Regions from separate parts of the Mus musculus genome. Here region 2 is linked to region 1. The links are chromatin contacts, called in public promoter capture Hi-C maps. All regions are on one chromosome and are shown on one strand. Each heading gives the region's core, a stretch centred on a gene start, on an enhancer-like site or on the middle of the called end of the contact. The rest is flanking DNA. Distances are from core to core; before and after follow the strand shown. Region 1 holds the start of Atp5j2 (ATP synthase, H+ transporting, mitochondrial F0 complex, subunit F2). Region 2 overlaps Pan3 (PAN3 poly(A) specific ribonuclease subunit).

The links. Promoter capture Hi-C pulls out the DNA fragments that hold promoters and counts their contacts.
Region 2: a promoter capture Hi-C map of pre-B cells shows a contact between it and region 1, with 3 times the contacts expected there. The contact joins the enhancer-like site here to the promoter of Atp5j2 in region 1. A contact is called at or near these places in 3 of 39 promoter capture datasets (liver and pre-B cells).

The regions. Positions count from the first base shown.
Region 1 is chr5:145,188,671-145,193,603 of GRCm38.p6, forward strand. It overlaps Atp5j2 (ATP synthase, H+ transporting, mitochondrial F0 complex, subunit F2), which reads right to left and starts at 2,871. Exons shown (of 4, transcript NM_020582.3): 1 at 2,833-2,871. The coding sequence starts at 2,845.
Region 2 is chr5:147,524,961-147,529,893 of GRCm38.p6, forward strand. Pan3 (PAN3 poly(A) specific ribonuclease subunit) reads left to right here. Exons shown (of 19, transcript NM_028291.5): 9 at 1,559-1,720; 10 at 1,965-2,081; 11 at 2,169-2,270. Among named protein-coding and RNA genes, the nearest start is that of Pan3, 97 kb to the left of the region's middle. Within about 2 kb of position 2,256, at least 77 of the 459 cell types and tissues checked have an H3K27ac peak or open chromatin away from gene starts, as enhancers often do. A contact at or near this core is called in pre-B cells, where this site is marked.

The DNA of each region.
Region 1 (4,933 bases), core at 1,621-4,120:
GGCAAAATGCCAACGCACATCAAATAAAAATACATCATTTAAAAATTTTAATATTTTTATTATATGTACATGGGTATTTTGCCTGCATGTATGGATACGCACCATACTCATGCTTAGTGTACACAGGTCAGAAGAGGGCATCAGATGCCCTGGAACTAGGGTTTCAGATGAATATGAACCACCATGTGGGAGCTGGGAACCAACCTTGTGTCATCTCCACTCACCGAGCCCTCTCTCCAGCCCCAGACAACACCTCCACTCCCAAAGCTTCCAAATCGTATGTGCTACTGGTAACTGTTAAAAACCCATCAATACTTAGGAGGCGTGACCTCCAGATCCTTCACTAGAGTTACGCAGAATCAGATTGTGCGAACCGACCTCACTCACATACCCCAAGGGAAAACCAGATGCCCAGTTCACACCAACAGAACCCTTCATTGTGGGGTGGCCACTTTCTCACTTATCTTTGTTTTCTGAGACAAGGTCTCTCTCTATAGCTCCGGCTGTCCTGGAACTATGTAGACCAGGCTGAGCTTGAACTCAGGGATCTCCCTGCCTTCGCCCCCTGAGAACTGGGATTAAAAGTATGTGCAGAGCCTGCAAAGTTGTTTTCTGACCTCCATACAGTCCCCGTGGCTCTTCTGCACATGTGCACATGCACGCGCACACTCGAGAGAGACAGACACACACTCATGAACATACATACTCATGTGCCACCATGCTCGCCTTTTTTTTTTTTTTTTTTTTTTTTTTTTTTAAGACAGGATCTTATGTAGCTCATGCTGGGCTCAAACCTGCTGCTGTATGTCAATGGATGTCTTTGGCATGGCGGATCCTGCTACCTTCCAAGTGCTGGAGTTACCAGCTTTATGTGGTGCTGAGGATGGAACCCAGGACTTTGTGCCTGTGGGGCAAGCACTCCACCAACTGAGCCGCAACCCGACTACTCCACCCCTCCCCAGCCCCGCCCAGTATCTTTCTTGAACTGAGTCATCTTTTTGTTTGTTGGTTTGGTTTTTTTGAGATAGGGTATTGCTATACAGTACCGGCTAGCCTTAAACTCATGGATAATCTTCTTGTTTCAGCTTTCCCACTGCTAGGGTGACAGGGGTACAATATCAACCCCCAGCTGGCGAAGTGTACTAAACTCTTTAGTCTTTCCTTCAAAGGTCTCTTCACACTAACCCTCTACTTAAATAAGATTGCAAACTTTAAGCTGGGTATGATGGCGCATGCCTTTAACCCCAGCACTTAGGAGGCAGAAGCAGAGAGACTTTTATGAGTTCCAGACAAGCCTGATCTATCTAGTGAATTTCAGGATAGCCACAGCTATTTAGGGAGACCTTGTCTTTAAAAAAAACAAGAAAAAGTGATAGGGGTGGTGGTTGTGGCAGTGGCGGCACACACCTTCAACCCTAGCAATTGGGAAGGCAGAGGCAGGTGGAGTTCAAGTTCAAGGATAGCCAGAGTGGCAGAGAAATCCTGTAGGGGTTGGGATCCAAAACTTCTATTTTTTCAACTTTTTTTTTGGAGAGGAAGGCCCAGGCTGACAATTGTGCTTCTTCAGCCTCTTGAGCAGTGTCATTAATGCTCTTCCCGTTGTCTCTTCTGAAAGCTGTGTTCACTAACCATCTCCTACCATTTTACAGATAAAATAGCTGCTAATGCCCCAGGTGGCAGTGACCTACACCTTTAAGCCCAGTACTGGGGAGACAGAAGCAGGTGGATCCACAGATGAGTTCCATTACAGCTGGAGCTACACAAAGAAATCCTATCTTGCAAAACCAAGTACCAAACCAAATCAAAAAGGCTCAGCTCCTTCACACCCCGTTTTTAGACACCCCCCCCTTCACCTTCCCAGGCTGAGATAAAGAACACTGTAACAAGCTAAGTACAGTAGCATAGGCCTGTAATCCTAGCACTCAGAGATAGACGCTAATACATCACGACTGTGGCAGCAAGTTCATGACCAATCTGGGCTACATGGTGAAACCCTGTCTCAAAAGGAGGAGGTAGACAACTGTGAAATGGCTAGCCTGGCTACTGGAGTTCCTCGGAGTTGTCCTCGAACCTGGACACAAGCTCCAGCATTCCCATGACCATACCTAGACACGTGTGGGACACATAATAACAAAAACAACAATAATGTGTAATCCCAACAGTGCGCAATGAATGTGTGTGGAGATTGACTCGTACGTGTTAAGGGAACATCTGCTTGTCTGTCACAAGGACATTTCTGAAAGGTAATCTCATTTATCATGAGACCCGCCAACCTAGGTCTGAATCCCAGCGAGGCTCTCTCAGGACTGGTGACCTTGAACAGGTCACTTCACCCCAGTAGGCGTATTCAGTCGACACGTATGTAACATAATGTGGTGTCGGGAACCATTCTAGGCATTCGCTGGTCCTGGACCGTAATCTGAAAGCCTCATCTCCAGGGAGGTCCAAGCGCTGCCCAGCGTAAAGGTTCAAGTGACCCTGCCTGTGTCAAGTCGCGCAGGAAGAAAAAGCAGCAGCTTAGTCCTCCGCGGAAGGACAGACAAATGGTTCCGGGCAACGCATGTGCAGGCCCCCAGAAGCCTCTCCGTGCTGACTGGGTCTTCCACCGCCAGGCCAGGCGATGCACAGCAGAAATCCGCTGCAGAGTGGAGGGAGGAGGGCGGGAGCACAGGACCTTATAGTAAGTGTCCAGCGCGCTTCCGGGGAGGCTTCAGTGAAGCCCCGGGTGAAGAGCAAGAGTTCCCGCGGTTCCTTCTCACCCCACTGTGGCCCTGGAGCCTGTGCCCAAATCGGGCTTCCAACCCCAAGGCCAGGAAAGGGCCGAGTACTCACCGAGTGACGCCATCTTGAAGTCCTGGTGTCCGCAGAACTCCAGCCGCGCGCAAAGGCTGCTGGGAAGGGCGCACGCACCCCTGCCGGAGCGGGAAGCAGAGGCTCATGGGAAGTAGATCACCACTTAGGTAGAGCATTTTGAGACCTATCCCAGGCGGAAGCAAAGGACAAAAGAGAAAAGGGACCTTTTGACTTTTTGCCTTCTACTTTTGGATCTCTCATGAGGAATGAGAGGCTTAGGGGTGTGGCTCAGTCCCGGAGTGCTTAAGGCTCTGGTTCCATTCCCAATGCTGAAAAGAAAGAAAAGCAGAGAAGCCTTGAATAGGAACATTTGTTTTAACCCTCCCCAGTCCCTTTTACTTGCTATTCACTGCTCTGACCCCCAAATCCCTCTGAAGTTCCACTCCACATGCTTAAGTGGTTTCCATGATGATTGCAAACACGCCTCCACAGCTGACACCTGCTTAAATGGGTATTTTCTAAAGCTCGTAAAGGTAGTTTTTTTGACCCAAAATCAGAAGTATTAGATTTAAGCCATGTTAGCGCCAAAGTCAGACTACTATATAGCTACAGGCATTATCTTGCCATTAATTCCCAAATTTGGGCCTGAAATACAGCAAGACTGTATGCAATAACAGAGTTAGTCTAGCCTGGAAATCAGTATATGTTTTGGGTTGGCCTGAAACTTTTAGCAGTGACAACTCATGTATGGGAATTATATGTGTGCACTGCCTGTATAAACTGACATAACCACTCCATGGTATAATTAAGGTGAAGGTTTTTAAAATTATTTTTATGTACATGGGTGTTTTGCCTACATATATGTCTGTGTACCACATGCATGCAGGGCCCACTGAAGTCAAAAGAGGTCATTGGATCCCCTGGAGCTGAAGTTAGAAAGACAGTAGTGAATTCCTATGTGATTTGTGGTAATGAAACCTGGGTCCTCTGAAAGAGCAGATAGTGCTCTTAACAGATGAGCCATCTCTCCAGCCCCCATAAGGAAAGGGGATTTTTTTTTAAAGATTTATTTATTTATTATACGTAAGTACACTGTAGCTGTCTTCAGATGCGCCAGAAGAGGGCGTCAGATCTCATTACATGTGGTTGTGAGCCACCATGTGGTTGCTGGGATTTGAACTCAGGACTTTTGGAAGAGTAGTCGGTGCTCTTAACCACTGAGTCATCTCTCCAGCCCCCAGGAGAGGGGATGTTTATTGTAAATATGAGTGAGAGGGAACAGCCAGAGGCATCTGGAAGAGCAGAGAGAAGTAGACTTAACATGGGCATCTGACTGGACATGGTCAGAGCAATCTAAGAGTGAGAGCATGGGGTAGGGTGGGAGTGAGAATAGCAGGCTTATAAGAATGATTCGCTGGAGGGGTGGGGGGAGTCCAGGAGCTAAAGGGAGAAGCATAGAGAAGATGAAAAGAGCCAGAATGCTATAACATGGCCTTTGCTGTGTGTAATGGGTATTTGTGATATTGAGAGACTGGAGGCCAGCATGCATTTTGATATGCTGGTAAATGCCAAAGGTAAGGAAAATGACTCCTTTTGACAGAAAACTGGGCTTCCCGATTCCTTTTACCTGCTATTCACTGTGGAATAGTCACAATTCTTTTTACCGTTCCTAAGGAATGGTGGCTTTTATCTAACCACCAGAAATCCTCCTATAGTCCAAGTTGTGCTCATTTCTGGGTTTTTGGAAGGGGAGCAGGGCACTCTAGCTATTAGTATAGAAGGGGGCTGTAGTCGGCTCAGTTACCATTTCCCTGAAGGGGCTGGGTGGTCCCACATGGGTCATCATCTTAGTGTCTTAAGTGATTCTATCTTGGACCAAAGATCTACACCAGCCCAACATTTCTTATGTCAAGTTCCCAAGTGCTAGGATTACAGGTGTTTACCACCAAACCCTGCTTCGCCTCAGAATGCTTGAGTCTGCCTGTATTTAGAGTTGAGTGTAGAGCCAGTATCAAGAGTTCAGCTCTGAATGCTTTTGACTTTTCAAGATTTTAATGAGCAAGAGAGAAGGAGGCAGTGGGTGTCACAGGCCTTTGACCCCAGCACTCGGGAGACAGAGGCAGGTGGACCTCCCCTCAAG
Region 2 (4,933 bases), core at 1,006-3,505, 2.3 Mb after region 1:
CCTGGAACTCAGAAAACTGCCTGCCTCTGCTTCTGTTTCCTGACGGTTGGGGTGGGATGAATGCTTGGCCATGTTCACTATCTTATTAGCCTTAAAGCCTCACACTGGCTCATCTCTTCTTAATCTGTTCTTGCTGTCCTCTTTCTTTCCGTCTCCTCAGTGTGGACTAAATATGTGTAGCCAAGCATGTTTTACATCTCAGAAGTCGTTAGCAATGTCCAGAGCCTTCTGAGTCATCATCGCTGTAAGCAGTGTTGCATAGCGCGCAGCGGACGGAGGCCGGGAGTGCTCTGAACACCCCCTGCAGTATGCGGGACAGCTCTTCCCGGGGGCAGTTATGCCAAGGTTGAGAGACGTGACATAGGCTTACTGCAGCGAGTTCTGTATACTCAAGAGCTCTTAATCTAACTCATCTTTGACTTTTGGGCTTTTATCTCTGCAGTATATTTTTTACATCAATTATTTTATTACTAAGCACCCCTTTAGTCATGATCAAATATGTGGAATTTTTAGAGCTGAACGCATAGAATAGACTAATAGTTAATAATACCTGTTTTTTAAGATTCAGCATCCCTTTGATAAAAACTAAATTAACCAGATATAAAAGGAACACATCTTACTACAAGACAGCACTCATAAAATAAGCCAGCAGCTAATGGTAAATAGGGCCCAGAGTTGGGACCACAGCACAGAGAGCTGTGCCCCATGGGAATCAAGAGGAAGCTTCCGGAGCTTGGTAGTTGTTAACTCGAACAGTGGTGCGAACAAGTGTGACCGGTTGAAAGGACAGCGCTAAAAAATCCTATACTCATAGCCTTGTCGTGACCTCTTTTAAACAAATCATGTACAGCCATTGCATGGAAATTCAAGATGTACAGCTTCTGAAGCCAGATAGCGTTTGCTGTGGAGACCCTTGCGTATTGAGTAGAGTTTATCTTTTACCTTGTCTATTTGTTTGTTTGTTGTTAAAAACCATGGTAGTCATCAAAAAGGTTGTTCCAAATATCATAGTTGGTTTGCTCTTGTGCTGTCACTTGACTGTTAATTTCCTTGTGGGCACTGCACCTCTTAATTATTGGGGGAAGCATAGTTTCTTTAGTTGTACCCAGTCGAGCCAGAGGAGACTTGTAAGAGTTTTGATGGCAAATGTCACATAGGTTCATACATATATATGCTACCCTTATCAATTTCATACAACTTATTTTAAATTTATGCTCTAAAGATAATTCAAAATCTACCTTGATTTTTATTAATATTAGAATAAAATGTTTAATATATCAATAACTCATTTTTAATAATTATTTCTGAGAACAAAAATCCCTATATTGTGCTGCTAAGAGACAGGAGAATGTGAGCTTCAGTTGTGCTTGGCTGCCCCTAACCTGTTGGTACTGAAGCTTAGTTGGGTTTATAACAAGCCTGTCAGACAGCACTGCCTCCTGACACAAGTCTGTTGGGGTTTGACAGTGGGTAGTGATGCGTGTGCTTGCTTCTTTAATGCTGTGAGAGGTTTGTGAATGCCTGTCATTGACAGTTGTCTTTCTGCCACTTACTCTAGCAGTCCCCACAGAAGTTGACAGCTACCATAGCCTGTTCCCTCTAGAACCACTGCCACCTCCCAACCGGATACAGAAATCAAGTAATTTTGGATATATCACGTCTTGCTACAAAGCTGTAAATAGCAAAGATGATCTGCCATATTGCCTTCGGAGGATACATGGTAAGGAAGGTGGATTTCCTCAGAAGTATACTACTCTTGCTAAGATTATTCATACTTTCATATAAACAGTGCTGTCTTATTATGCGTGCTTGGAAAACAAGGTTTCTTTTATTTTTCTTCTTTTTTTTTTTTGTCCCCATTTGAAGATTAATACTTTACAGCCAACATAGACCATTTTTAAAAATTCAAATTTCTCTTGAGCTATCATTTACAGTTGATTGTAGTAGAGAATTTTCTTCTTTAGGTTTTCGTCTTGTTAACACAAAGTGCATGGTGTTGGTTGATATGTGGAAAAAAATTCAGCACTCAAATATTGTAACTCTGCGTGAAGTGTTTACCACTAAAGCATTTGCCGAGCCTTGTAAGTACCCAGTCCTGTGGGTCCTGCTCATGGGCTTCCCTGTGTGGAGCCAGACTTGTGTGATGTGTGTTTCTGTTTCTTTGTAAGCTCTGGTGTTCGCCTATGATTTCCATGCTGGAGGAGAAACTATGATGAGCAGACACTTTAACGACCCGAATTCTGATGCCTACTTCACAAAGAGGAAGTGGGGTAAGCAAGAGATGCGAGCAGACTGTTTTGATGCATGCTTTTGACCTGGCGAGGAGTTTCTTATGAAGACATGCACAAAGGTTTTCTTGCCATTTTAAGGGTCTTACTGCATTTTTATAAAGTATCTCAAAGAATTGGAGTTGGTTTGCAGCAAGTTAGGAAAAATGTGTATATTGACTCATATTTTATACCAGTATTTTTGGTTTATTTTGGATATATCCCATAGGATATAAAATTTCCTATGAACATCATTTGATAGTCTTCCCACCCAGTGTGACTGTATGGTCATCTATGAAATCATTTCCCTAGAAACATTCTTTTGTTTGTTAAACGTCAAGTTAGTTTTTTAAAAAGCGACTTTACTTTAAAATGGAAGAGAAGTTCTTTCGTCTTCTCCTTCTTTCCTAATATTTGCTTAAATAGTCATTTTATAATTCAGATATTTCAAGGGACCTAGAAATTTATAATTGCAGTCTAAAACATGCTCCTTTAGAAGGAAAATGACACCACAGAAAACGTAAATCCAATTTGAGATGTCAAAATTTATATTTTTGTAGGTAGTCTGATTTTGTGTGGAACCAAGAATGAAGCTTCACCTTGTTAGCTGTAGTTTTTAATCTTAAGATTCTCTTGAACACAAAACATAATACTTGGGTGTGCTCATAACCTTGCTTCTGCATTCTGACAGTTGAAAGCAGTTGTGGTTTCAACATAGTTGTTGAATTGGTGGTGGAAGCCTGTCAGGCAGTGTGGTGGCTTCTCCTTTTGTGCTGTCGTCTGTAGACACGGGCACAGGTTTTTGGAGGATGTGGTGGCAGCTTTCCCTGAAGATGTGTGGTTGTGGCTCATATTTATTTTAGTAATAACTCTTGTGAGATGGCTGTTAGCTTTATTTATCGCTATCTTAACCTTGGCTCTGTTGACACTTGGGCCACACATCATTTGTTCTGTGGAATCTACCCTGTATTGTGGGTTGTTGGACAGTGGTGCTTGTCTTCTGGATACCCCTATACCTCAGCTCTGATGCCAGAAATAACTGCATGCACTGCCAGTGTTCCTTGTTGAGAACTACTCAGAGCATGTTACCCATTTTAGAAGTCTGTATTTTTTCTAGGACTGGAAACATCTCTCTCAGTTTCTACATTTTCTCAGTCTCTGTTCTTCCATGCATTAGACTCTTATAACCCCCACTATACTCCTTACACATATGAATGCCTTACTGTTTTCTCCTACTGAATAACTGTTTTAGCAACAACTTCTTTAAAAAGGCATGTTTGTCATAAGTGCATTATTTAGAAAATGGGGATGATATGAGATAGTGAAAGTGTATTTATATAGAAACTATAGAGATTAAAATGAAGTGAATGGAGCAGTTAGAATGGAATCTGATGGAAAGTAAGACCTATGTGTTTGCTGTAAGTCCTCACTCTAAGAATTGTAGCATCTAGGAGGCTAAGTCAGGAGAATTGCTACAAATTGGAGGGTTACAGAGTACAGTCCTCGTCTCAGAAAAACAACAACAACAAAAAAAATAGCTGGGTGTAATGCCACATGCCTTTAATTGCAGCACCTAGAAGACAGATTGAGACAGATAGCTGAGTTCAAGGCCAGCCCAGTTTATACAGTGAGTATTTCCAGGACAGCCAGGGCTACATAGTGGATCCTGTTTGAATATAAACAAAAACAACAAAACAGGATAACTGATCCTCCTCCTTATGATCATATCAGTTGTGTAACTTTATTTAAACATTCTTCCTTTTGGTCATGGTGCTGTGGGCTGACTTGCAGTCTTGATGCGTGCTCAGCTGTGCTCCAGCCCTCAAAGTCACACGGATTCAGGACTCTCTTGGGTTCTCTCTGACATCTTCTTAGCGGTTCCCGCTAAAAGCTGTTTGGAGACTTCTAAAAACTTCTTTATAGAATGTAATGTCTTCATTCTGTACAAATTGAGAGGAAATGGTTCGTGTATATGTACTTGTTTAAAACATTGTCCCAAGCCATAGTTACACATTCACTTTATCTACGTCTATCTATCTATCTATCTATCTATCTATCTATCTATCTATCTATCTATCTACGTCTATCTATCTATCTATCTATCTAATCTATCTATGATTTTTTTAAAACAAGGTCATATTTTGTAGCTCTGACTTATCCTGAGCCTGAAACTTGCAGCACTCCTCCTGAATGCCAGGGTTATAGGCAGGCACCGTGGCCCCCGACTTATACTTTCACATTTTTACCTCGTTCACAAAAGGTTGGCTTGCAGCCATATGGGTACATGATTATGTTCACTAAAATAACAGAATATGGATTACGTTTTTATATCTCTGTTACTTAAATATTGACATTGACTCACAAGGTATGATGAAAAATCAGTTTATAAGCTGGGCATGGAACTCCAAGTGGCAGAGCAGTTGTCTAATGTGTGCGAACACCTAGGTTAAATTCCTAGTGCCACAAAATTGACAAACAAAAACACTTATAAAAGTTGTTAGGGTAAAGACAGTTACTTAGATAGAAGCTTGCTTGTTTCATCATTGGTAAGGATACTGCTTTTTCAGTAATTTGTTCTTATTCAACATTTATTTGGTCAGAGGAAAGAGTCCTTTAGTGAGATCTCTGCTACTCTAATAGTGTGAAACCTGTCAGCTCAGTTCTCG